Regions from separate parts of the Triticum aestivum genome. Here region 1 is linked to region 2. The links are chromatin contacts, called in public Hi-C maps. All regions are on one chromosome and are shown on one strand. Each heading gives the region's core, a stretch centred on a gene start, on an enhancer-like site or on the middle of the called end of the contact. The rest is flanking DNA. Distances are from core to core; before and after follow the strand shown. Region 1 has its middle 130 kb from the start of LOC123091780. Region 2 holds the start of LOC123091780.

The links. A called contact is a pair of places that touch in the nucleus more often than the background predicts.
Region 1: a contact with region 2 is called in a Hi-C map of leaf, with 9 times the contacts expected there. The contact joins the enhancer-like site here to the promoter of LOC123091780 in region 2. A contact is called at or near these places in 1 of 5 Hi-C or Micro-C datasets (leaf) and 1 of 1 datasets of contacts at active chromatin or transcription factors (leaf).

What each region holds. Positions count from the first base shown.
Region 1 is chr4B:194,655,792-194,662,325 of IWGSC CS RefSeq v2.1, reverse strand. No RefSeq gene overlaps it. Among protein-coding and RNA genes, the nearest start is that of LOC123091780, 130 kb to the right of the region's middle. Within about 2 kb of position 1,850, at least 3 of the 8 cell types and tissues checked have an H3K27ac peak or open chromatin away from gene starts, as enhancers often do. A contact at or near this core is called in leaf, where this site is marked.
Region 2 is chr4B:194,525,358-194,531,412 of IWGSC CS RefSeq v2.1, reverse strand. LOC123091780 reads left to right here and starts at 4,172. Exons shown (of 17, transcript XM_044513392.1): 1 at 4,172-4,886; 2 at 5,250-5,313.

The DNA.
Region 1 (6,534 bases), core at 601-3,100, 130 kb before region 2:
TGCACCAATATGGAAACCTTTGCCTGATGCCTCGGGACTCCTCGCCTGCGCTTGCCCCTTTAGCACCAAAGAGGAAACAGGTACTCTGCGCCTGCTGGCACCCGCCTGGCCATGGTCGTCATGGCTCACATCACGGGAAATTCACGAGGTGCCCCTCGCCTTGATCTCTCCACTCCTCACGAGCTAGCCTAGCGAGACCGCCCCTGAGGAGGTCTTGTGTTATCCGCCTCGCGAGGCTTGGCCCCTTGCGAGGGTCTTGACTGGTTGCTGGTGAGGATGGGCCGTACCAGGCCGCTGGGGGAGCCATGCCATGGGCCGCAGGCAGGCAAGTCTGGGGACCCCCTGTCGGGGATATACCCCGCGGTATGACCCGACTAGAGTTGTAAACCGGCTGGGACTTGGTAAACTGGCGGATGGTAAACCGGCGGAGAGTCAAGACAGATGGCTCAGACAGATGCTAAACCGGCGGAGAATTAAGACGGATGGCTAAGACAGACGGTAAACCGGCGAGTGTTAAACCGGCAGACAGTGTTAAATCGGCAGACAATGTTAAACTGGCAGACAATATTAAATCGGCAGACAATGTTAAACCGGCAGACGTTAAGAAGCCCAGAAAGGGAAGTCAAAATAGTTTAAGTTAAAGTCCGAGTTGGACTCTACATGTAACCCACCCCTTCAACTTATATAAGGACGGGCAGGGCTCCCCAAAGAGGGACAAGCAAGAAACAATCTCTAGGGCTAGACACAACTAGAGGAGAGCCGGTTTACGGCGAGTCCCTCGTGATGATAATGAGATCTAGCCTCAAACAACATGTAGGGTTTTTACCGGATGATGTTTCCCGGGGCCCGAAGCTGTCTAAACCATTGTCTTGTGTTGCATCTCTCGATTCCGCTCAACCCCTCTCAAGCTACCACATAGATGTGTTGGCCTCGCGACTAAGTCCTCACACTAAGGACATCTGACGTGTTTATTCCACGACAGTTGGCGCCCATCGTGGGGCTTTCGCACGATGGTGTTGAGTTCTTGGAGGGATATCTCTAAGGGATCAAGAAATTCGCGATTTTTCAGATGAAGAAGAATCATCAACGAAAGATTTATATTGTTTCAATATCAAACAGTCAAAGCGACAGATATAAGATTTGTCCAAAGTCAAAGAAGTTAGGGCTACGGTCCCATCGTAGCTACTGTCCGGCGGTTTATCTGATCACTTTTGATCCGCCGAGATTGACTGAAGTCTTTTTTCTGAAGTTAGCATACCACCAGTCCACCGAGCCGGTAAGGATTTTCCACAATCAGCGGCCGATTACTATGCCACAAGCATCGGTCCGATCTGCCATGTTTGTGTTGCTGCTGTATATATATAGTTTCAAGTCCCAAGGCTATTTTTTCTGACGGGCCACCGTCTCGTGACGAAAGATCAAAGCGAAGTACTAGTACCGCTTAAACTAAACACTTTGCCACGTGAGAGCCAACATCAACTATTCCTTTTTTGGGAAGAGGGCTAATGCTACTCGAGTACTACTACCTCATATATATTTTGTCCTTGATTGGTACATCCATCCGAGTCAAAAGAGGTCAAGGACTGCTGGAGGAAGACTGATGGTCAAATTGAATACGACCCGAAAAATAGACTAGCAGGTTCGCCGCCGAGTTGCCGCTATGGCCTTCCATCGTGGACGTGACCGGTCTCGAGCTGCCATCAACATGCCCCGGCTCTGAGTCGCCATCGCCCTCAAAGTTGCAGCCAAACCGCCGCCATTGAAGTGCACGCCCACGGACAAGTCACCACTGCGGCTACGTTTGCCAGCCTATTGAGCCGTGGACCGCCGAGTCGTCGCCTGTGCCAGGGCAGCCCGCCCATACCGCGATCCGCCGCGGATTGCTCCTGCTGCTGTGAGCGGGCCCATGGCCTCGGGTCTCTTCCGCAAAGTCACCATCAGGCCGCCCCACAGCCGTTGCTGAACCGCCCCGCTGTCTCGGTGCTTAATGTCTCGCACCACCGTGCGCCTCGTGTCTTCAGCAAAGGCCGCACCGGGCCGGCCTCATTTTTCAAACCTGCCTCCAACACCTATCACCGCGCAAGTCGCCGACCGCGGGTAGGACTAATCAAATCACCAAGCCAAATCCTTCGGTCACCGAGCTGCCGCTTGTGAGACGCCTCTACCAGGATCCATCTCTGACATCGCACGATCCGGAGGCCGATTCAACCAAGAACTCAGGTCTCCGAACCGCCCATGCTGAAGCCGCCAGCCTCGGCCGACTTGTCCCCGATTGAGAGCTGCTCGTGCCCGGCCTGACTTCGCCTCCGCCTCACTGGCAAACCATCGGTCGCCTCTGACGGACTTGATTGAGCCGCCACACCTCGAACCGCCGACCGTGCTTCACCTCGCCTTAGAGTCGGCATCACTTGTTGCTGATCTGTTGTAGCCTGCCGCTGTTCTGCCGCGGTGAGTCGCCGGCCGCCTCGAAGCTCAAACCGCCGCGGCCCTCTGTGCCGCGCCTCCACTCAGGCGACCCGGCTCCCGATCTCCGTGACACTCCTGCCACCTTTGCCCCGACCGGAGTCTGTTGGCCGCAAGAGCCGGCCCTACTGCTGTTCACCGGTTTACATCTGCAAACCGCCGACGGCTTAACCCGCCAGCATCCAAGCCTGAATCCGCCGCTGGCTCCTTCAGCAAGAATGACCGCGGGTCCAGGTCGTGGGTGGTCTCGCCTCGCCTCCAAGTCAGACTCGTTCTGCCTCGCCAAGTTGCCTTCGCCGCACCAAACTGGCCGGCCACCGCTGCGGACTGCTTCCGCCGTTGTTTCACCGAGCGGCCACAGTTCTCCTCACCGCGCCTTGCCGGTCCACTACCGGTGACCGCAGCCGTGCCGTGAACCGCCGACACAGCAAATCGCCGCTCCACCTCCAACACAGATGAATCACTGCCCGCGCTTCGGGCTTCCCGTTCCTGAATGGCTTTGCCTCTTCAAAACCAGCCTCGTCAGGTCGCTGGATCACCCCCGTCTCTGCAGCGATAAACCGCCGTTGTTCTTTGCCGGGTTGTCCACGGGCCGCTTTGCCACGGCCGCGTCTCCGCTCGGCCGTCGTGGGTGGTGTAAATCGCCGCAGACGCCGTCTCGCCGTTTCGCTTCCGTGTTGCTCCACCACTAAACCAGACACCACTGCAGTAGTCAGACCGCTGGAGAGCCTCCCTGCGCCTGTGGACAGCTCCGCATCACATCGCTGCTGATGATGGCCCTTGCCTTGACGTGCCAGGTGCTACCTCAGCCGCAAGACGAGCTGTCACTAGGTGTTAAACCGCCCCTACGGTGTCTGCGGGTGCGCGCTGATTCGCTCCTGCCGTCGGCGAGCCGCCGCCCATTTCAAACTACAGCAGGAGAGCTACCGCACTGCTGGGACTCGCCGCACCACGACAGTTGGCTTCTACGACCCGGCCTTATTACTTTAAACCGATGCCCCCGGGCTGCCTCCTCCAAATCGCCATGGCCGTGCGCCGTTCCGAGCTACAAGCCACCTCCCGCGTTGAACCGGCCATGGCCGCGCGCCATTCCGTCCGGCACCCTTTTACTTCAGGCCGCCGTGCTTTGGGTCACCTGTTGCCCGTAAAACGCCCGCTGCTGCGGCCCACTTTCAACTCGTCGACTGTCGTCAAGACACACGGCCGGTCCGTTTCTGCCGCAAGGCTGCTGTCGTACTCAACTTCGTGGCCTCGTCAAACCGGCCGTGCCCGAGCGCCCGTGTGCATGCAAAGAGCAATCCAGGGGACCGGAGGAAGTACTAGTATTCCAAGTGCTAGCCTGTGTTTTAACCACAGCAATTGGTTTTCAAGCATCCATACGAGATATCAAAGTACTCCCTCCGTTCGGAATTACTTGTCTCGAAAATGGATGTATCTAGAACTAAAATACATCTAGATACATCCATTTCTGCAACAAGTAATTCCGAACGGAGGGAGTACTATTTTATAAAGCGGACAAAGACAATGGATGAATACTAGTACTAGTATATACGTACTCACTTTCCAAGATCCAACTGCCTGTCATCAAATGTGGAGCCCGAGCACTATTTCGTCTGGAGAAAACCAAGGAGTCGTCAGTTTTTCATCTGCTGTCAAATAAACCAGCTGAAGCCTAAGAAGAGACAATTGATTGCAACAAGTGTTGCGATGATCAATCGGTTGACGGTCTAAATGACGTCACTCCATGGACATAGGTCTCATGCGTTCTTGATGGAGTTTGGGCCAGCGTTCACCCTGCAGGCACACGACTGAAGCCTGCTGAAAAAAAAAAGAAAGAAAGAAAGAAAAAGAGGGTCAAACATGACCCGGAGGGACCGTCTGAGCCGACCGGTGCAGTGTTTTAAGCCGCCGCCTCTGTTGCGGTGAGCGGATCATTCGTCATCCAAAGTTGTTTGCCATCCGCAAACATCAGGTGATATCCATCTAAAATTTATTTTATTAAACACATATTATTATTATCAAAGGATAAATTACTTTGATTTGTATATTTTTATATGCAGGACCATTATTCATTACAAATGTGGTTTACACCACGGATATGGAGCGCGGATTGATAATATCCCTCCTGGGGATAATCCGGAACATATCACCTAATGAAGGAACACACACAAGCTTCTGCCCTGGTGGTCTGGTCCACATCAGCTTGTTGGGATCGCGTCTGCTCGCAATTCAAAGGACGTGCGCAAGTCACCGCCCTTGTGGCTTGATCTACATCAACTAGGCGGGACCGCGCCTGCAATTGACTCGCCCATCCGCACCGGCTTACAGTGCCACGACCGACTCATCTGTTTATGCCGTCTCTAAAGCCGCGGTCATCTTTGTCGTCCGTCTCTCGTGGCCTGGTCTACATCAACACACTGGGCCGCACCTCTCTGCATGAGCTGTTTATTGAGTATGAGCAAGTCACTGCTTGGGTAGCCCGGTTTTTCTTCCAAATACCTTGGAGGCAAATTATCATTCAGCCGCCGTCTGCACTGGATGGATCAATGGACATGCGCACAAATCGTTGCCACTATAGTTTGGTCAACTTCAAACAGCCAGTTGGAAGGAACCATTGGTCGAGTTGTTGACACGGCTCATATGGGATCATTTATAAACCCGCCGCAGTCACCTCAATCTTCTGTGGATTTACATCGTGTTATTAACACTGATGATATATATACCTTCTGCTACGGTCAAGTACGGAGAATCTCGAGACAACTCCTTGAGTCGTCTTATGACTCAGGGGCTACAATGATATGATTCAGTAAGTCTTGCCCGTTTCAGCAAATTCAAGTACCCCAGGATGTTGAAGGGAAAGATAACACGGTCCCAGAGGCTACTGTTATATTGATGAAAATTTAAAAGGCCGTCAGAAATATTCCGTCTCACAATGATGATTTTGGTTTATAATCCGGTTTAAGAGGAAACTATCTCTTGCAAAGCTCTAATGCTCTCAATATTCGGTTCAAAATCCCGGTTCAAGAAGAATTTATCTCTTGCAAAAAAGTTAAAGGTTGCCAAAGAGGACCTGCTGCCCTGACGCACGGTTCAAACATGGGTATCCCGCCTTATTGGCTTATCATATTATTGGTTACATGGGGGCTTCAGCTGACAAAGTGGAGTTCTGTCCATTAATCCGGCTATCACGCCACAACATAGCTTGGGAGCTTCACACCCAAGGGGCCAAAGAGAGTCTGGATGCTATGCACAGCTCAAACATAGGCACCCAATGAGCACAACTCATCACATTACTTGGGGGCTCCTTGTGTCAAATACCAAGGAGTTTGAAAGGACCCTTGTAGCTGGGTATCGACCCACGGCTTGGAAGCCTGATATATTTACCTAAAACCCCGGGTTAACCTGCCTTCATCAAGTAAGACACCCCTATCCAGGTAATCCTGGCATGACCCTCCGAACGTTTGACAGTTACTCTCATTGAGACCCTGCACTTGTCAAAGTTAAAACGGTGATTGGTTAGTTGGAGGTCCATCTTAAAAGGCTTTGTTAAATGGTTCAACTCAGCGGCCTGGCAGCCCATGAAAAGCCTCGAATTTGGGCCTGGCAGCCCTCGAAAAGCCTCGACTACACGATTTTATTTGCCTTTGTCAAGATTTTTCTCTTTTGATAAATTTTATGTTGAACCGGTGTCTATTGACCCTGCATGACTATCAGTCATCAAATTAACCTGGTGTTCATTAACCCGACTTGACTTTCAACTACAAGTTGTTAGTACATAATCACTTATAATCCGGTGTTTATTGACCCGACCTGGCTTTGGACTATAAGTCGCCAATATATATTTGGATTGCGCCATTGGAATTATGCGCTTATAAATCATTGGGTATATTATTCAAATAGCCAACATGGTTGGATTTTATTATGGTTATCAATAACCACTATTACGATCAAGGTTTCCAAAGTCGCTTTAGCGCAATGGCTATCATATTATCAATGGATATGATTTTTATTTTACAATTGAAGGAATAGTCCCAGGTTGCTGCAGGCTTACAACCCGGCACTTGGGGGCTA
Region 2 (6,055 bases), core at 2,923-5,422:
TGGTAATTTTGTTTTTTCTCGTGTAGTGCGTGCGACAAAAGTGACGATTTTCTCCAGCGAGCGCAAGTAAAGTGCCATGGAACAAGCTGTATAAAAGAAGGAAGGGGTGTTCTACAAAATGTAAGACTAAGAAAGAACTCATCATACTTTTTTTTTATAAAAAGTGCCGAACGGAGGCCGAGCTTCATGGAGGTCTTAATTTGAAAGCTTAGAACTTTTAAGTTTCAGAAAATTGTGAAAAATACATATATATCTAGAGACACAATGTATATATGCATAATTTTTTAGGTTGAAATACATTAAAATTAGAGCTACAAAAGAAAAACAAATCCATGACTTTCTAACATATTTACAGTTCATCCTCAAAATTCAGGATTTTCTTTTGCAACTCGCAATTCAAGATTTCATCCCAAAATGTTACACGCATACACATTACATACTTCTATGCATGTGTATTTTCTTTTCTATAATTCTTTGAAACTAAATAATATAATCTTTTTAAAATTAAGGCCTCTACGAAGCTCGGTCTTCAGAATGCCCTACTCATCTTGTATTGTCTTCTCATGTGGCAAAACTAAAATAAGATTGCTATTTTTTTTGAACATCAGTACAGATACAAACGCTCATATATACGCCCATACACTTATCCCTATGAACACACACACGCACACCCTATCCCTATGAGCATCTCCGAGAGACTGAGCCGGCATATCAACTTGAGATTTTTTACGAAGTCACCCTAGGCGCCTCGTAGTCGACGGGAATGTCTTCTCCCACTGGACATGAATCGCCGGAAATCCTGGAATAAATCCAGAATAAATGTGAGTATTAGGACTTGAATCATACCACTGTCTATTTAAGAGCATCCATAGCAGACCCGTAAAAAGCCGCGACCCACAAAATAATCGTCAAAATACGGGTCGGCGTGGAAAATGTTGCCCGACCAGACCTCGCAAACGCGTCCGACCCGAATTTTTTTTGAGGGGCGCAGCAAAATCCCATCCCCAACCTGCGAAAACGCAAGTTTCCGCCTCACCCCATATTCCAGGAAAGCGGTTGATGGGAGGGACATTTCAGCCCACGCCCTTTCCCCACCCCCTTCCACCGCCGCTCGTCATTGGTTTCGCCTGTCCGCCACCGGCGATTCCGGCCAAATCCGCGGGTGGAATCGCGCCGCGTGGGCGCCCCTACCCTCGTCCACCGAGCTGCTGCACCGGCTCCCCGAATCCGCCGATCCGAGCCGCCCCTAGTCGCCGTCGTTGCCTTGGGATCCACCGCCGGAGAGCCACCGCCCCCGAGTAGCCGGTGGGTTTTTACTTGTGCTTGTGCCGAGCGGTATGCATAGTTGGTTAACACGGCGCGTGTATTTGTGATTTTTAGTTGGAATTGAGCCCGTGCGAGAAGTTTTTTCTCGACGATTCGCCTGATTCAAACGACTCGGATGTTGAGGCGCTACTTGTCAACTACCGCCAGCAGACATTGGTGATGGCCCTTACCGTTAAGGAGCACGAAGATGAGAACCAAAAGGGGCGGCGAGGATCGACCGTCGGCTGTCTTTGCATTCCCCGAAACCGCCATCTCGGGAGCGAGATGTTGATGCAAGACTACTTAGCGGATAATCCAACATATCCGCCACACCTCTTCTGGAGAAGGTATAGAATGCGCCGATCCCTCTTTGTGAAAATTGTTCAAGCTTGCGAGGCCAATTGTTGGTATTTTACTCGAAGAAGAAATGCCGCAGGCTTGAAGGGATTTAGTGCATATTAAAAAATCTCAGCAACTATGCGGGTAATTGCATATGGCATTCCAGCTGACTATGCCGATGAGTACCTTCGCATTGGTGAAAATACTACAATTGAGTCAGTGCGTAGGTTTGCCAAAGTGATCATCCATGTTTTTGGTCCTGAATATCTTCGGGCACTCAACGAGGAAGACAAAAAAAATTGATGACATCTAATGATAGAAGAGTTTGGCCTGGCATTGCTAGGAAGCATAGATTGCATGCACTGGACTTGGAAAAATTGCCCAAAAGCATGCCACGAAATGTATCGTGGCAAGTCTCGTGATGCAATAATTGTGGTAGAGGCCGTAGCATCCGAGGATTTATGGATTTGGCATTGCTTTTTTTGGTATGTCGGGTACTCTCAATGATATTAATGTGTTGCAACGATCTCATTTGTTTGCTAGGCTTGCTAGTGGTGATGCTCCTACTTGCAACTACACTATCAATGAGCATGAATACACAAAGGGGTACTATCTTGCAGATGGTATATACACTCTTTGGTGCACATTTGTCAAGAACATCAAAGACCCCCAAACTAGGAAACAATATGAATTCACAAGGGTACAAGAGGCAGCCCGAAAAGACATTAAAAGAGCATTCGGGGTTTTGCAACCTAGGTTTGCCATTGTTCGTGGTCCTGCTTATTTTTAGGACAAGCGATCCTTGAAAAACATCATGAGATGTTGTGTTATTCTTCACAATATGATTATCGAAGATGAGAGAGGCATGGACTTGGAGTTCTTCTACGACAATGTGGGTAGCCATGTCAAACCAGTTAGAGACCCTAACTGCATTAGATGTTTTCTTCAGACCTACAAGGAGACTGAAAATGCAAATACTCACTTCAACTTTAGGAGGATCTCATTGAGCACCATTAGCAAAGGGCTGGGCAGTAACACATTTCATTTTTTGATTCATTTTCATTTAATTCACGTGTGGTTTGTATTCAGGACAAGTTTTGTATTGAATTATTTAGTTTGCTTTGGACATTTGAATAATTATTGTAATCTGAATGATTGCTGTATTGTAATATTGATATTTTCTTATATTGCAAATTAGTAATTATGAATATGTGCATATGTGTCAAATTCAGATAAAACCGCATCTAATACCTGCGACGGCTCACAAAACCGTTTTTCCGCAAATTGTAAATAATTTTTGCGGGTCAGCGATATATAGGGTGTGCTAAAGATGCTCTAACCATCCAACTATAGGTTGATTCGCAAGGCTGCCTTATTAATCATTGTACATCCTTTAATTATTGGAAAAAACTAACGCCCACACGTGTGGCATCTTGTATATTACCCACACGCCTGCATCACCACTCATTTTGCCACGTATGAACATATGGCATCTGCAGGAATCTTTTTGGTTTTCGGCTTAAAAATGTTTTATCTCCTAATTAAAAACCGAATTAAAAATCGGTTTTCACCATTAAATCCGTCTCGACGAGATCTTCAAAACTAGAACCCATGTTGATATGTTTCGATGAAATTTTGTTTTGCCCAAAAGTTGCCATGACGTTTACATCGTAGTTGCTATAGTGCTTAAATTAAAGTTGTCATGTGGCAATTTTAGTTTGTAGAGCATAGCAATTTTAGTTTTTTGATAATGGCAATTCCAACACTTTGACCATGAAAAATAGTTTTTGTATGAACCATGACAATTTTAAGTGCATGTATCATGACAATTTTAGTTTATGGTTCATGAAAAAGTCTAGTTTCTTAATTTCCCGTTTTATAATATGTCAAATTTTACTTTTAAATGTAGAAGAAAATAGCTGAAACATATCATGACAACTTCAGTGTAAACATCGTGACAATTCATGTGCAATAGACATGACAACTTTTAACCAAAAAAATTTATCGAAATATATTGATATGAGATCTAGTTTCGAAGATCCTGCCGCGAGGGATTTAATGGTGAAAATGGATCTTCAATCGGATTTTTCATTTAAGAGATAAAACATTTTAAAAACTGGAAATCCAAAAAGATTCTCACATGCATGCATGCGATGACGTGATGCAGTCCGTGTGTTATAGGATGTGTGAGCGGATTTGGCTCCCATCACATGTATAGGTAGCGTTGTCCTAATTATTTTGCCACGTCAACATTTTGCTTGCACGATATTCTCCTTGGCACTTGTAGACCGAAGCCGCTCTGGCCCGCCTCTCGGGGCATGTACATTAGCTTAGACAGCCATCATCTGTAGCGTGTGTCCATATCACCCAAAGACTGTAATCTAGACACTTCATACAACAAGCTGTCTTTTTAGGTGTCTGTACAAGAAACCGTAAAAATCTAGACACTTCATACAACAAGCTGTCTTTTTAGGTGTCTGTACAAGAAACCGTAAAATGCATGAAGTACGACATATTTGATCTACCACCGTTCTGCTTGTTTGCTGCAGTGAGCACCATGAACTCGATCCTGTCATCCTCGTAGTTACCATCACCGGCCGCCGCCCCATGTCACTGCACCTGTAGCGGGAGAAGAAGAAGAAGCACGAGCTCCATCTCCGGCCGCCCCCACCGTCTCCATCCCGGGCCGGTCATCACCTCCCCCCTCCCCCACAATAACCACTGCCCCTGGCCTCTTCCCGGCACCACACGTCCTGCCTTTCTTCCGCGATGAGGATAATGATGCAGGAGATGGTCTCGTCCAGATCCGCCAGCGACTGAGAAGAAGAAGAAAAATCACCGGATTTGGTTCCTGGAGAACGGGATCTATGCGTTTTGGGGAAGAAACTGCAAACTACAGACACCTGAGCGTACAACTGGAAAAAAGCCGTCGATTGCTAGCGATTTTTGGGATATTGACCGTCTGCCGAATTGCAGACACCCTTCTTCTCTCTCCTCCTTCTCTTTCCTCCACGTGGACGAAAATCCTAACTGGCAATAGCTTACAGACTGCTGACTCATCGCTGTTGTACATGCCCTCAGGCTCCGCATGTGAGGCCACGAGGAGCGACCATCTGGTTTTGAGACAGCTCTCGAAACCTCGTCTTGTCTTCCTCGGAGCCGGCGGCGAAGCGAGCGGCGGTGCTCTTCTCGACGACTACGTGGAGGAGACGAACCCGGCCATAAGTCCGTGTGGATTCAAGGTAGGCTTTGCTGAATCCCAGTCGAGCCTATGCTTCATTTTTGGCCCGATTAGCAGGCTAGGGTTTCGTCCGCGTTTGTGCAATTGTGGCGATTCCGAGTCCGGAATCTTGGGAGAAATCCGTCCATGTCCCCTGTGCTGCAGCACATTTTTTCTTCCTCTTCTGCTTTGGTAGGAAGAAGCGGGTCTAGGGGATCACCCCTGCTTCACTGCAAGCCTGCGGTATTACTACTATTTTGTGCTCAGAACTTGAGGCTTCCATTGCACGGCTTTGATGTTTATGTTACATTATGGCATGTAGGATATCAATTCATTTGCATTTTTATTCAAGAACATTAATCTTATTCTATCTGTTTTTCTGTAGAAAATGGATGAGAAGCCATAAGATGGTGAGGTGTTAACTCGTCGAGTTGAAGAACTCCAGCGGGGTACTCACTCATATCTGTCATATACAAGATTATCATTCATTCCTTTATACTTTCAGTGATAACCCTAACATACTGATTGTTTCCTGTGCCAATAGAAGTTGCTCTCATTATATATAACACTTCAGCCTGCAGATTAGTGATTAGTTTGGCTACATTGTTTTCTCTGTGCAAGTAGTTCAATTCAGGACCCTCACCCCTTTTTGGAATAGAGGCACTCCAATGGAAATTCAGGGGGAATCGTACTAGTTCCTGGCTTCCTTCAGTAATGACCTCAAGATATAAAAGCGGATAATGCACTAGAGTTCCTTCACTAATATGTGCCCTGTCATAATTCAGCTATTCTCGCATATTTGAGTAGATAATTTTTGCGAAGAATGCAATAGTTTTTCTAAAATTTCTTTCACTCTGTTAATGGTGGCTTGCTGTACAATTTGGGAAAGTACATGAAGTAGCTGCTGAAGTCCTTGGCTAATTATGTTACATTGTTTCTGATAGACATTTTATGAGTCTTTATAATAATTCCAACCTTCTACAGCTTTGTTCAGTCATAGGAGTATATCTTAGTACTCAGCAGTGTTGCTTCCTTTGGATGTCATGTGTACATGGTTAACATGTTGGAAACTATCGGCAGATGTTACTAGCAATCAGAGATTTTCAATGGAAGATCAATGTACCTATTTTCTCATACTTCAGATTGCTGACCTTTTGAATGGAGAGAACACCATGTTCTGTTTTCTCAAAG